Regions from separate parts of the Sus scrofa genome. Here all the other regions are linked to region 2. Evidence: chromatin contacts called from public HiChIP or PLAC-seq data. All regions are on one chromosome and are shown on one strand. The core of a region is the stretch at or near the end of the contact, and the rest is flanking DNA. Distances in the headings are between cores, read along the strand shown. Region 1 has its middle 43 kb from the start of OAT. Region 2 has its middle 48 kb from the start of CHST15. Region 3 has its middle 74 kb from the start of OAT.

Region 1 (3,610 bases), core at 473-2,972, 190 kb before region 2:
AGGAGCCCAGCGCTACCCTCTGCAGATCCGGGGTTGCCCATCGCTTCTCGGCGTGTTTTCAAGCTGGTCCAAACCTGACTCCTTACCTGTGACATAGGTTGAGGATGATAAGCTTACCTCCCAAGGTGCTGTGAGGCCTGAATGACATCATTCACGCAAAGCCCTTTCCCCGAGTCCAGCACATGTTAAGTTCCCAGTAAATGGTAGCTGCCTTCAAGTAAAATGCTTGAATCGCATCCGTGTGGGCGCTTAGCTCACGCACCTTGGACCCTTGTGACGGCTGTGCTTGAGTAGCGGGAATGCAACATTGGATGAACTGTTATGAAGCATGTGGGCTGATCGAGTTGATGGGGAGGCCTGTGGGAGCAGAGAGCATTCCCAGGGTCCTTGGTGCTGTTGGGGGCAGTGACTCAGAGACCCCACCCCCTTGTTTTTGGTGTTTTCTGGGGCTGTGTTTAAACACTGGTGGGGGTAGACCTCCCAGACCCCAGGAATCTGGGTACAGTGTGGGGTACCCACTCTGGTCTGCTGGGGGGGAAGGTGTTTCTCAAGGTTGAGTGGTGGGTGGGGGGCTGCCAGGTAACAGGGTGAGGGTCCAATCCCCCGTCCTGCATAGGGGGTGAATGGCCTCGGCTCTGCAGGGCCCTGTGCTGACCTGACTCTTTGTCCCCATTGTCTGGGCAGCCGCCTCCTAAGCTGAGTCTCAGCCCCAGGTTGTCCTGGGGCCATAAACACCTTGTAAAAATTGCTGGGAACAAGATTCTTTATGTTGGTGGCGACTCCAGCCCAGGTCGTTAAGTCTGGCCCGACTCAGACGCAGGGTTGGGACCTGCGGTGGCCGACTCACAGGTTTTGTGAGCCTCTCATTAGAGCCCTGGTGTTGCTGCCCCTCAGCCCCATCCTGCTGGGCTCTGCCTTGAGTCCTGACGGGCCCTTTGGGGCTCCCGGGGCTGGGGGACCCTGGGCTCCAGATTACACGTTTAATACCTTCTGCACTTTTCCTTGCTCTTGGTTTAATGCTCTCCTGTTGCCTCCTTGCAAATCGTAGTCATTTGGAACAAGGGCCTGTATCTTCTTTCTTTTATTTTTTTTAGGGCCACACCTGTGGCTTATGGAGGTTCCCAGGCTAGGGGTTGAATCGAAGCTGTAGCTGCCAGGCTCCACCGCAGCCACAGCAACACCAGGCCCGAGTCACCTCTGCAACCTACACTGCAGCTCAGGGCGACGCCAGATCCTTAACCCACTGAGCGGGGCCAGAGATCGAACCCTCGTCCTCATGGATCCTAGTTGGATTTGTTGCTGCTGAGCCACAGCAGATTCTCCAAGGGCCTGTATTTTCATTTTGCACTGGGCCCTGCACGTAGCTGCTTCTGGTGAAGAGAATGCTTCGCAGGCAGCAGGGCGCTCTCTGGATGGACAAAGGCCAGGCTGGCTGGAGGGCTGGGCCTGAGGGGCACGATTGTCAGAGACCAAGTCAGAGTGGTAATGCCAGATGGTGCGTGGGGGTTGCAGGCACCCTTGGGGCCATCCCAAGGGCTTTGGGTCCCCTCCCAGGGAAACAGGAAGCCACAGGGAGGGGTGAAGAGAAGAGTGACATGATTTGACCTCAAGGTTAGAACGTTCAACTTAGCTGCTGTGTTGGGAAGAGACTCTAAGAGGAGAACTAGGGAGCTCTCTCGGGAGGCTGACCAGGAAATGGGGTAAGGATGCTGGTGACTCAGACCAGGCTGGGCACCGTGGGGGTGGAGGGAAGTGGTCAGATCCCACATGGCTTCTGAGAACGGAGCCAACAGGACTTGTGACGGAGCAGATGTCAGCCAGGCGTCTGGCTCGTCCTGGTAGACAGTTTCCAAAGAGGACGGGGGACAAGCCCTGCCCTGCTGTTCCACCCCCGCCCCCCGTTCCACCAGGAGGCCAAGGCTTCCCTTCCTCTCCCCCGCCCTTGAATTAGGGCCGGGTTTGTAACTCGCTTTGATCTCTAGAGAGGGGGGGAAAGGAGGCCGTGTTCATTCCTGGCCTCACCTTGAAGAGCCGGCAGCTTTGGCTTTGCTCTCTGGGAGCCAGGCGCTGAGCTGTAAGTGGCTGGGAGAGATTCCCAGAGGAGAAGCTGGTGGACACACAGGCGGCACCCACTTCCAGACCTGGGAGAAGGACCTCGTTCCACATTCCAGCCCCAGCTGAGCCCCCGGAAGGATGAAGCCTTGGGAGTGACTCCAGCTGACAGCACGCAGAGCAGATGAACCGCCCAGATGAGCCCTGCCCAAGCTCCCAACCAAGAGAATCATGAGGAGTAAGGCCTGGAGTTCCCGTGCTGGCTCGGTGGTAAGGAACCCACTAGTATCCATGAGGATGTGGATTTGACCCCTGCCCTCACTCAGTGGGTTAAGGATCTGGCATGGCTGTGTGTGGCAGCTCTGATTCACCCCCTAGGCTGGGAACTGCCATATGCTGTGGGTGTGGCTCCAAAAAGCAAAAAAAAAAAAAAAAAAAAAAGAGAGAGAGAGAGAGAAACAAAACCTTGATTTTTTGGGCCACTCATTTTTGGGCTGACGGAGGTATCTGTCAGACACCCAAGTGGAAATGTGTGAATAGGCAGCTGGATAGTTCAGGGAAGGGATCAGGCTGGAAGGGTCAATGCGGGAATTTTCTTGCTTGCTTGCTTTTTTAGGGCCTCACTGAGGCACATGGAGGTTCCTGGGCTACAGGTCAAACCAGAGCTACAGCTGCTGGCCTGCAGCACAGCCACAGCAATGCCAGATCCAAGCCGCGCCTGCAAGCCACACCACAGCTCACAGCAATGCCAGATCCCCCACCCACTGAGCAAGGCCTGGGATCGAGCCCGTGTCCTCATGGATGCTAGTCAGATTTGTTAACCACTGAGACGGGAGCTTCTGGAAAATTTTGACATCCAGTCTTTTTTTTTTTTTTCTTTTTAGGGCAGCACCTGCTACATATGGAAATTCCCAGGCTAGGGGTTGAATCAGAGCTGTGCCTGCGACCGACCGACACCACCGCTCACGATAGCGCCGGATCCGTAACCTACTGAGTGGGACCAGGGATCAAACCTGCGTCCTCATGGATCCTAGTTGTGCTTGTTAACTGCTGAGCCACAACAGGAACTCTGACATACAGAGTCTTAAGGTCTTGAAACTGGATGAGAGTCACAAGGTTGACGGTGGAGAGACAAGAGAAGAGGGTCAAGGACCAAGCCCCGGGCACTTGGATCTTGCAGTGTCAGGAAGGCGCAGAGGGTCTGGGGGTGACGGGGAGGCTGCTGGACAGGCATTTCGGGCAAAAGTCTTTCTCATACCACTGCCCTCGCTCCTGTGTCCTGCGAACACAAACTCATTCAGCTGGGAGGGCAGACGGTCCTGGGCCACATCCAGCCCCGTCTTCTCCGAGCTGAGGTCCTAGCCAGCATCTTCATGCGTCCTACCCCATCACAGGCCAGGCCTTGCTGAGGGCTTTGTATCTTGAGCCAAGTGACAGCTCTCGGACCTCTGTTGGCTCCATGATGGGAGTCAGGTCCCTCCAGGGAGCTGGGAACCTCCCCTCTCCCCGGCAGTAGCTGCCAGGCCCCCAAGGCAGGTGGGAACCAGCCCTTCTGGTC
Region 2 (3,808 bases), core at 117-2,616:
CAATGAATATCTTTGTACATTCAGCTCTGCCTACATCTCGACTAAGTCCCTTGGGATAAAGTCTGAAAAAAATTACTGGGTCAGATTTCCGTACACCTTAAAGGCTGCCAGATTGCCCTTTGGAAAGACTGCCGATTCAAACACCCAAAGTCAGTGTGCAGAGGGCCCGTTTCTTTGCTTCCTCACCTGGACTAGATATATCTTGGCCGAACTATTTAAAAGGAAATAACATCCTAGTGTTTTAATTTGCTTTTCTCGTTCACGGTTGAGACGGGTGTCTCCCCCCGCCCCCCGTGCTTTTTAACCGTTTGCCTCTCCTTTTGTGAACTGTCAGCTCGGCATTGCCCGCCAGTCTTCTGGTTGTCTGTCTCCTGAGCGCGTCTATGTATGAAGGATCTCAGCCTCTTACGGTGAAGGTCATACCTACTTTCCCCAGTTTGTTGTCTGCCTACTTTTCATTTTACGGGATTCCAGCTTTGAAACCTTGACCCCAGATAGAGATGGTGGTTCCTCAGGAAGTACTGATGATTGCACTTTTGGGTGAAGGGATTCATTCCTATCCAGCTAAAAAATGAAAGTTTGCTAGAACCAGAGAGGTCAGTGGGGAAGAAGTTCAAGGGGTCAGAGCATATCCTGTTCCTCATTTCACAAATCACGTTGCTAATTGCCCAATTTAGAGCGATTTGGTGGTAAATCTTGGCAGCAGGATGTGCATTGCTTCACACACAGGGGGACAGCTGAGGAGGTTTTCATTTGGTTGTGTGGTGTGTCAGGAAGTCCCACGGTCCCATGGTGGCCTCTGGGGCTCAGGGACAAAAGCCCAGGTCTTGGAATGGGACAAACCTGGCTGAGCTCTTTGTGACTCTGAGGGGTCATTTAACTCCTCTGCTCTTTCTCTGCCCCAAAGACGGGATCGAACACTTAGTCTGCAGCGTTGCTGGGATGGTTCAAGGACTGGCCAAGGTGAAAATGGTGCTGCCTGGGGGCGGTGAGCTGAAGCTTTGAGAGGATCTCCTTTGACCCCTCAGAGTCGTGCAACGCGGTATGAAAAGTCTTCATTTTCTGTCTTTGTGCTGCAGGCAGTGACTCAATTTCCTCTCCTCTCTATCCCATGGAATTTTTTCCCAGGGCTGTATGGATGGTGGCCCTGTATGGATCCTGTCCCCTGTAAGATTTGGGTTGTCTCTGAGTAGAACTCTGGGTCACATGCTTTGCAGGAATCCCTCCTGGCTGCAAAGTGGCAGGAAAGGGACGACCTTGTCCTCTCTGGCTGCTATAACAAGTTCCGCTGACTGTGGGGGTTATAAACAACAGAAATGTATTACCCACGCTTCTGGAGGCTGGACATCCACGTTCAGGGTGCCGGCGTGTTTGGGTGAGGGCTCTCTTCCTGGGTCATCCTCACGTGGTGGAAGGCGCAAGGGAGCAGTGGGGGCTCTTTTCTCAGGGCACGAATCCCGCCACGAGGGCACCACCCTCCGGACCTAATCACCTCCCCAAAGTCCACCTACTAAGAACATCAGCTTTAGGGGTTAGAGTTTCGACATGGGAATGTGGGGGGGATGCAAAATTCAGCCCCCCAATAGCAAGGACCCTTCAAGTCCCTGCTTTGCAAGCTCCCTTCTGACGGGAAGGGGATAATCCAGTGAGCCGGACCTTTGTTACAAGTAACAGGCCCTTGTGATAACAGCACTTGCTGAGTAATGCTGGGCACTTCCTGGCGCCGGGCTCTGTGCTCAGCACTTCTGAGACAAAATCTCTACACATGCGACACAGTTGTCATGGAGGCCACACCCGGCTGACCCTCTGAAGGACCCAGAGACCCACCCAGAGATGCGAGGGTACACACACACACACACATAAACACACACACACACACACACACACACACACACACACACGTGTGCACACTCACACAGACACACTTCCAGACACACACACAATACTCACCACACACATGCACACGTCTACATATGAACACTCACGCACAGGCACCAACACAACAGCATTAGACACAACCCCAGTGCGGGGCTGACTCCTGGCCATCGCATGTGCACAGACAGAGCGTCCACACAGAAGAGGGAGGGCGGGTGGAGAAGCTTCTGGTAGTTAGATACACGTGGAGCGCCTCTCCCGGGCCAGGGCTGGGAGAATGCGGTTGGGGTTAGGTTTAGGTGAAGGGCAACCCGGAGTTTGCGCAGAACCTAGCTGGCTGAGTGAGCTCCCCATCACAGGCTGTATTCAAGCAGCCAGGTGACTGGGATGCTGGGGTGGGAGTGGGGAGGGGCTTCAAGTTCTGGGTGAGATGCCCACAGGATCCCGCTCATCTACGACACTGGAGCTGCGTTTGAGGTTGCTCACTTGGTGTTTCTCACAGAAGAGAGCCTCCTCCATCGCTCGCCCCCTGTGCTCTCCAGCGGCCTTATTAGAGCATGTCTCTCGTATCAGTGGCCAGAATAAAGAGTGGTCCAGCAGCCCACTGACTACCGCCTTGCCCCAACCCAGTGACAACCTGCTTTAGCGATGATCGCTGTGTGCCTTTAGGCAAGTCACTTACCCTCTCTGGACCTCTGCTGTAATTTGAGGGCTGGTTGATTTGACAGCCATTCCAGCCCTGAAGGGCTACAAACAACCCTGTAGTTACTCAGGCCACGACGGGCCCCTACAAAGTGTGGGTGGGTGGGCATGTGGGCGGCCCGCCTTGCTGTGGCTGCCAGGCTGAGATCAAATATTCGAGCAGAAGTGTTTGGAGGGTGATGCTATTTATTCCTTTCTGGGTTTCCGAACAAAACCCCAGAAGCAGAAACCGCTTTACTTCCCAGCCCCCAGAGGTTTTTTCCAAGGATGCTATGTGCTAACCAAAGACAGCTGCATCAGAGCTGAGATTTTTCTTTAAACTCCCCTCTGTAAACCTCCAAGCTGGACACACCATTTGCTGCAAAACTTAGATGGTAGCTTTAAATAGATCTCAGGGCCTCAGATTTCAGCGGAGGCAAAATCCACAGACAGCCAAAAGCAAATGGGAAAATTAAAAGTTTCGGAAACTTCTATTTTAAAACTTACAATAAGTAGGCAGCAAGCTTTATGAGACTAGTCAAAGGGACTAACGGGTCCCCAGCCCTCCTGATCCTTACACTAAATCAACGTCGGTGATATGCCAGCCAGTCAGCCTGAATTTTGCCCCATTTCTACAAAGTTCATGGTATAGGCTGACCTCCAGTCCCTCAACCAGCTTCCACTGCAGGTGATCCAAGCAAGGCTGGCTTCGTGGGTGGGAACAGCGCCGTTTGTGTGGAAGGGTCTCATGCTTGGATTCGTGTCCAGCTGTCACCATCTTAAAAATCTTCGTTTTTGAACAAATGGCTCTGTGTTTTCTCTTTTGTGCTGGGCCCTGCAAATCATGCAGCCTGTCTGAATGCAAGCACACTTTTCCTAGGCAATGGCCAAACTGATGGCCGTGTGCTAATAGCCGTGTTAATACCTAAAGCCACTCAACTTTCAGAAGCACTAAGCATTCACCTTTGGTCTTACTAGCACATGACTTAGTCTGCTGACCTGTCCAAAGTCAGGGACAAAAGAAAGCCTTTATTTTTTTTTTTTTTTTGGCTTAGAGAAATAAAATCAGATCTGTCTCATATATAATTGTTCTCATATGCAATTCCCAATGCAATTATCCACACTCATATAAATTTGGTGGGCAACTGCAAAGATCATAGGGAATTGCCAACTTTCCAGCATTTGAATTAGATGATCTAGATCAAAGGTGAGCAAACTATGGCCCGGAGCCAGATCTGGTTTGCCACTTCTG
Region 3 (3,673 bases), core at 338-2,837, 160 kb before region 2:
GGGCCCTGCAGAGTCTGGAAAAAAACACAGCACGCCTGGAAGGATGAAGGCGGCTGGAAATCTTGACAGGTTTCTGGGATGTACATTTGAGAACCCAGAGATGACACATGTCTTGCCTAATTTCAGGACGGTGGAGGCGGAAGGGAGAGGCCAGCCGGGCATGCCCGTGGGTCCAGGCGGGGGCAAGGGCCTCTGGCTGGCCGCCCCACCCCCCACCCCGTAGTTTCCGGCGTAAAAGAGCGATGAGGTTTATTTCCCTTCTGACAACGCGTCGATTCGACTTGCCTACTCCGCTGGGCACCCCGGTGCAGATGAAAGAGGGCGATGCATCAAACATTAACGATCTCTGCCCGGGAGGGGGTGTGCGGGCTGCAGGCGCCCTGCCCGGGGATCTGCCAGCCTCGCAGCCTCGCTGGCTGAGGACCAGACCGCGCAGGCGCAGACGCGGCCTGGAAAGCAGAGCGGGGTGGGGGGGGGCAGAGGCCCTCTCCGTGCACACTCACCCCCACCCACACATGAAAGCCGGCCCCGGGGGTGCCAGAAACTGACCACAGATCAATATGCCTCCCTGATCAGCTGCCTCGTGCCAGTGAGGTAAGCGTGTCCTGATGTGCGCAGGTCCTTTTCTGCGCAGGAAGGAGCGGCTTTGACATCTTCCCCCTCCTCGGCATCTCCCTGAAGCTCCAGGCCTGCTGCGTGCCAGGCGGCGGGGAGGGGGGGTAAGCGTCTATTTCATCCTCCACAGCCTTCAGGGAGCTGCCAGCAGTTCGGACTGGACGTGGTGATGCCTGCTGACCCTGGGCGTGATGCTGGGTCAGCTCTGAGGGTCCCCGCTGCGGTCAGCCGTGCAGCCCACGCGTCTCCTAGGGGCACCTCTGTGGCCAGGCGTCAGGAGGGCTCAGATCCGCTTCCCTGTGCGGCAGTGCTTCTGAAGGCCCCTCCACGAGCCTGTCTGCTGCGCCAGCTCCGGGAAGGAGGATTTGACGGGGGAGGCCACCCTCATGTGTGGGTTGGGTGCTGTGAGAGCATATGGGGAGGGGGCCACTGGCCATAAATCTTGGAGGGGGGCAGCAGCCAACGGGGGTGGGGTGGGGGTGGCCTGGCAGGCAGGGCTGGGAGAAAGAACAGCCAGGCGATGGGCCCAGAGCAGATCTCAGCTTTGCAGTATTTGACCGAGAGCTGTCAGGCGGAGCGCCTTCAAAAGCCTGGGAAGGAGTTGCCAGCATCTGGCAGGTACCACGCGGCTTTAAGGCCAGGAGGTCAGGGGCGGGAGGGCGGGAGGTCTGAGCCAGGTCCCAGCCCTCTGACCTTCGACCTTCGTCAGGCTGGAGCTGGGAGGTCAGAGGATTCTGACGGATTCCCTGGGGAGCCGTTCACAGTCTCAGTAGGAGCGTAGATCTTCCTAACTGGGCGTGTGGCCCAGGCGACCCGAGACTGGGTTTCCCTATTGCGGGATTGTGTTGGGTAAAGAATCACGGTGCCTCCTGGGTGCCAGGCCTTCTGCTTGTCTCCTCTCATGCCATCATCATGTCCGTGAGCTCCCTGAGCCCCGAGACCAGGAATCTGGAACGGGCCTGTCTAGCTCTGCCCATGACACCACGTGGTTCTCTTGTGCGTGTGACCACGCCCAGCTCTGCACTTTGCACCCAGTAGGTGCCCAGAGCTGTTAGTGTGAACCCGCCCCCTCCTTCCCTCCTCGAAGCTTCTCTTTCCTCCACCTTCTGGACACACTCAGTTCAGCACACACCTGTTGAAGCCTCACCTGTGCATCTGGCTGTGCCCTCCTCTGCAGGGCAGCCCTGCCCTGTGGCCGCATTTTCCACCCCCAGGGTGTGGCCACGTGGTGAGTTCTTGCTAACACAACGTGAGTGGAAGTGACACGTGCCCTTAGCTAATGTGGTTAAAAAATGGGTGTTCTGGGAGCAGGGAAGGGAGCCGTTCGGTGGGGAGTGTGAGTTCTGCAAGGTGAAAACATTCTAGAGACCTGCTGTATAGTGATGTGCATGCAGTCAGCCCTCTCGGACTGTGCACCTGAGAACGGTCCCCATGGTACATTTTATTCTGTGTATTTTTACCATAATGAGAACAAACCCCCCAAACCGGATGTGCAGTCTCCGTAGACAAGACTCCAAGGGTGGATGGATGGAGGTTGGGTCCCTGAATGAGCCTGTGGAAGGGCGCCTGGCCAGGAGCATCAACGTGAGTGTGACATGAGTTAGACATTCATTGCTCCTGTTTAGGCCACCGAGATCCTGGGCTCATCTGTGACAGCAGTTCGCATTGCCTTGACTAATCAAGCTTCGGAGGTGAAGACCAAAGGCCCCCTGCCCTCGGGAGTTTGCAGGACACGGGGAGATGGCAAACGTAGAGGCTGTAACCCAAGGTGTGTGAGCCCCTTCAGAGCACAGGGAAGGACGCGGGGGAGCCAGGGACCAATTCAGGGGGCCCGAGGCCAGGGAGAGGACATCTCAGAGCTGCTAAGGGAGAGGACAGGCCGTTCGGGGAGGGACACCCGTTGGAGCAAAGGCATGAGCGCTGAAGTCCAGGCGATGGGGCTGGGGGGGCCAGGCTGTGCAAGCCCAGAGAGAGTGGGCTTGTTTTGTAGGTGATGGGAGCCACAGAAGGTGAGCGAGAGAGCATGATGGGTACACGGTGCCTCGGGCAGGCCCCTGGAGTTGCCATGGAGAGGCCGCCTGGAGCAGATGTTAGATGTGGGAGACCAGGAACAAGGTGGGGATGGAGGGAGAAGTTCAAGAGGATGGACTCCCAGGACCCGAGACAGAAGAGGGGCAGTGTGGTGGTGGGAGCGGTGTGGAAGGCCTCCCTCCCCTCTTGCAGGCTGTGCCCTGGATGTGGGGGGAGGCCCCTTTCGTGGAGATGGGGCGCCCCGGGAAGAAAGCGGAGTGAGACAATCCTGGTGCCTTGACCCCAAGGTGGACAGTGGCCCTTCCCATGGCCTGAGGCCGAGTCCTGAGCACTGGCCCCCAGACTGTCCTTCTCTTTGTAGGGTCTGGAGCTTGTCACTGCCAGGGGTACCAGAGGGCCACCCCAGAATGCCTGTAGCAGCCCTATCCCCGCACCTCCAATCCCATTGGTCAGGGGGCTCCTTCCTGAAGCTGAGGGTGGTTTGGGGTGAGGGTGACTCCCGTCTGAATGTGGGGGACCACGAGGTAAAGCAAAGTCAGGGCAGGAGCCCATGCACTCAGAGCTTACATAGTTTTTGTGTTGCCTTGAAAAAAAAATCTATAGAATTTGCTTTGCTTTGCAGCATTTATGAGAAAGCTACCTTGCAATGAGGTTTCAGAGAAACCTCTCTCACAGCTCTGCGTCACACTCACCACCTGTGGGGACGGGGTCCAGGCTGGGGCAGGCTTGCATCATGGCAGGGGTGGTGAGACACAGGACTCTGGGGGCCACTGTGCCAGGGGCTTAGACCTAGAGGTCAAGAGCCAGGCAAGACAGGCATCTTCAGGGGGCAGAGGGGCCTCTTCTGGAGCGTGAACCCTTAGCAGTGGATGTGCCCCCTGGCAGGGCTCAGTCGTGGTCCCCTGACCCTCTCGCCTGGGCCTCTTTGTTCATCAGCAACCATGCGGACCAGAGGCCTCAGCCGCAGGGATGGGAAGTGGAATCCATCTGTCCTCCCAGGGAGCACAGGTGCAGTACAGGGCAGGAA

The links. HiChIP or PLAC-seq counts read pairs in DNA pulled down with a chosen protein or histone mark.
Region 1: an H3K27ac HiChIP or PLAC-seq map of alveolar macrophages shows a contact between it and region 2. The contact joins two enhancer-like sites. A contact is called at or near these places in 1 of 47 Hi-C or Micro-C datasets (epiblast stem cells) and 1 of 2 datasets of contacts at active chromatin or transcription factors (alveolar macrophages).
Region 3: an H3K27ac HiChIP or PLAC-seq map of alveolar macrophages shows a contact between it and region 2. The contact joins two enhancer-like sites. A contact is called at or near these places in 1 of 47 Hi-C or Micro-C datasets (epiblast stem cells) and 1 of 2 datasets of contacts at active chromatin or transcription factors (alveolar macrophages).

What each region holds. Positions count from the first base shown.
Region 1 is chr14:133,780,448-133,784,057 of Sscrofa11.1, reverse strand. No RefSeq gene overlaps it. Among named protein-coding and RNA genes, the nearest start is that of OAT, 43 kb to the left of the region's middle. Within about 2 kb of position 1,722, at least 12 of the 83 cell types and tissues checked have an H3K27ac peak or open chromatin away from gene starts, as enhancers often do. A contact at or near this core is called in alveolar macrophages, where this site is marked.
Region 2 is chr14:133,590,374-133,594,181 of Sscrofa11.1, reverse strand. No RefSeq gene overlaps it. Among named protein-coding and RNA genes, the nearest start is that of CHST15, 48 kb to the right of the region's middle. Within about 2 kb of position 1,366, at least 12 of the 83 cell types and tissues checked have an H3K27ac peak or open chromatin away from gene starts, as enhancers often do. A contact at or near this core is called in alveolar macrophages, where this site is marked.
Region 3 is chr14:133,748,590-133,752,262 of Sscrofa11.1, reverse strand. No RefSeq gene overlaps it. Among named protein-coding and RNA genes, the nearest start is that of OAT, 74 kb to the left of the region's middle. Within about 2 kb of position 1,587, at least 15 of the 83 cell types and tissues checked have an H3K27ac peak or open chromatin away from gene starts, as enhancers often do. A contact at or near this core is called in alveolar macrophages, where this site is marked.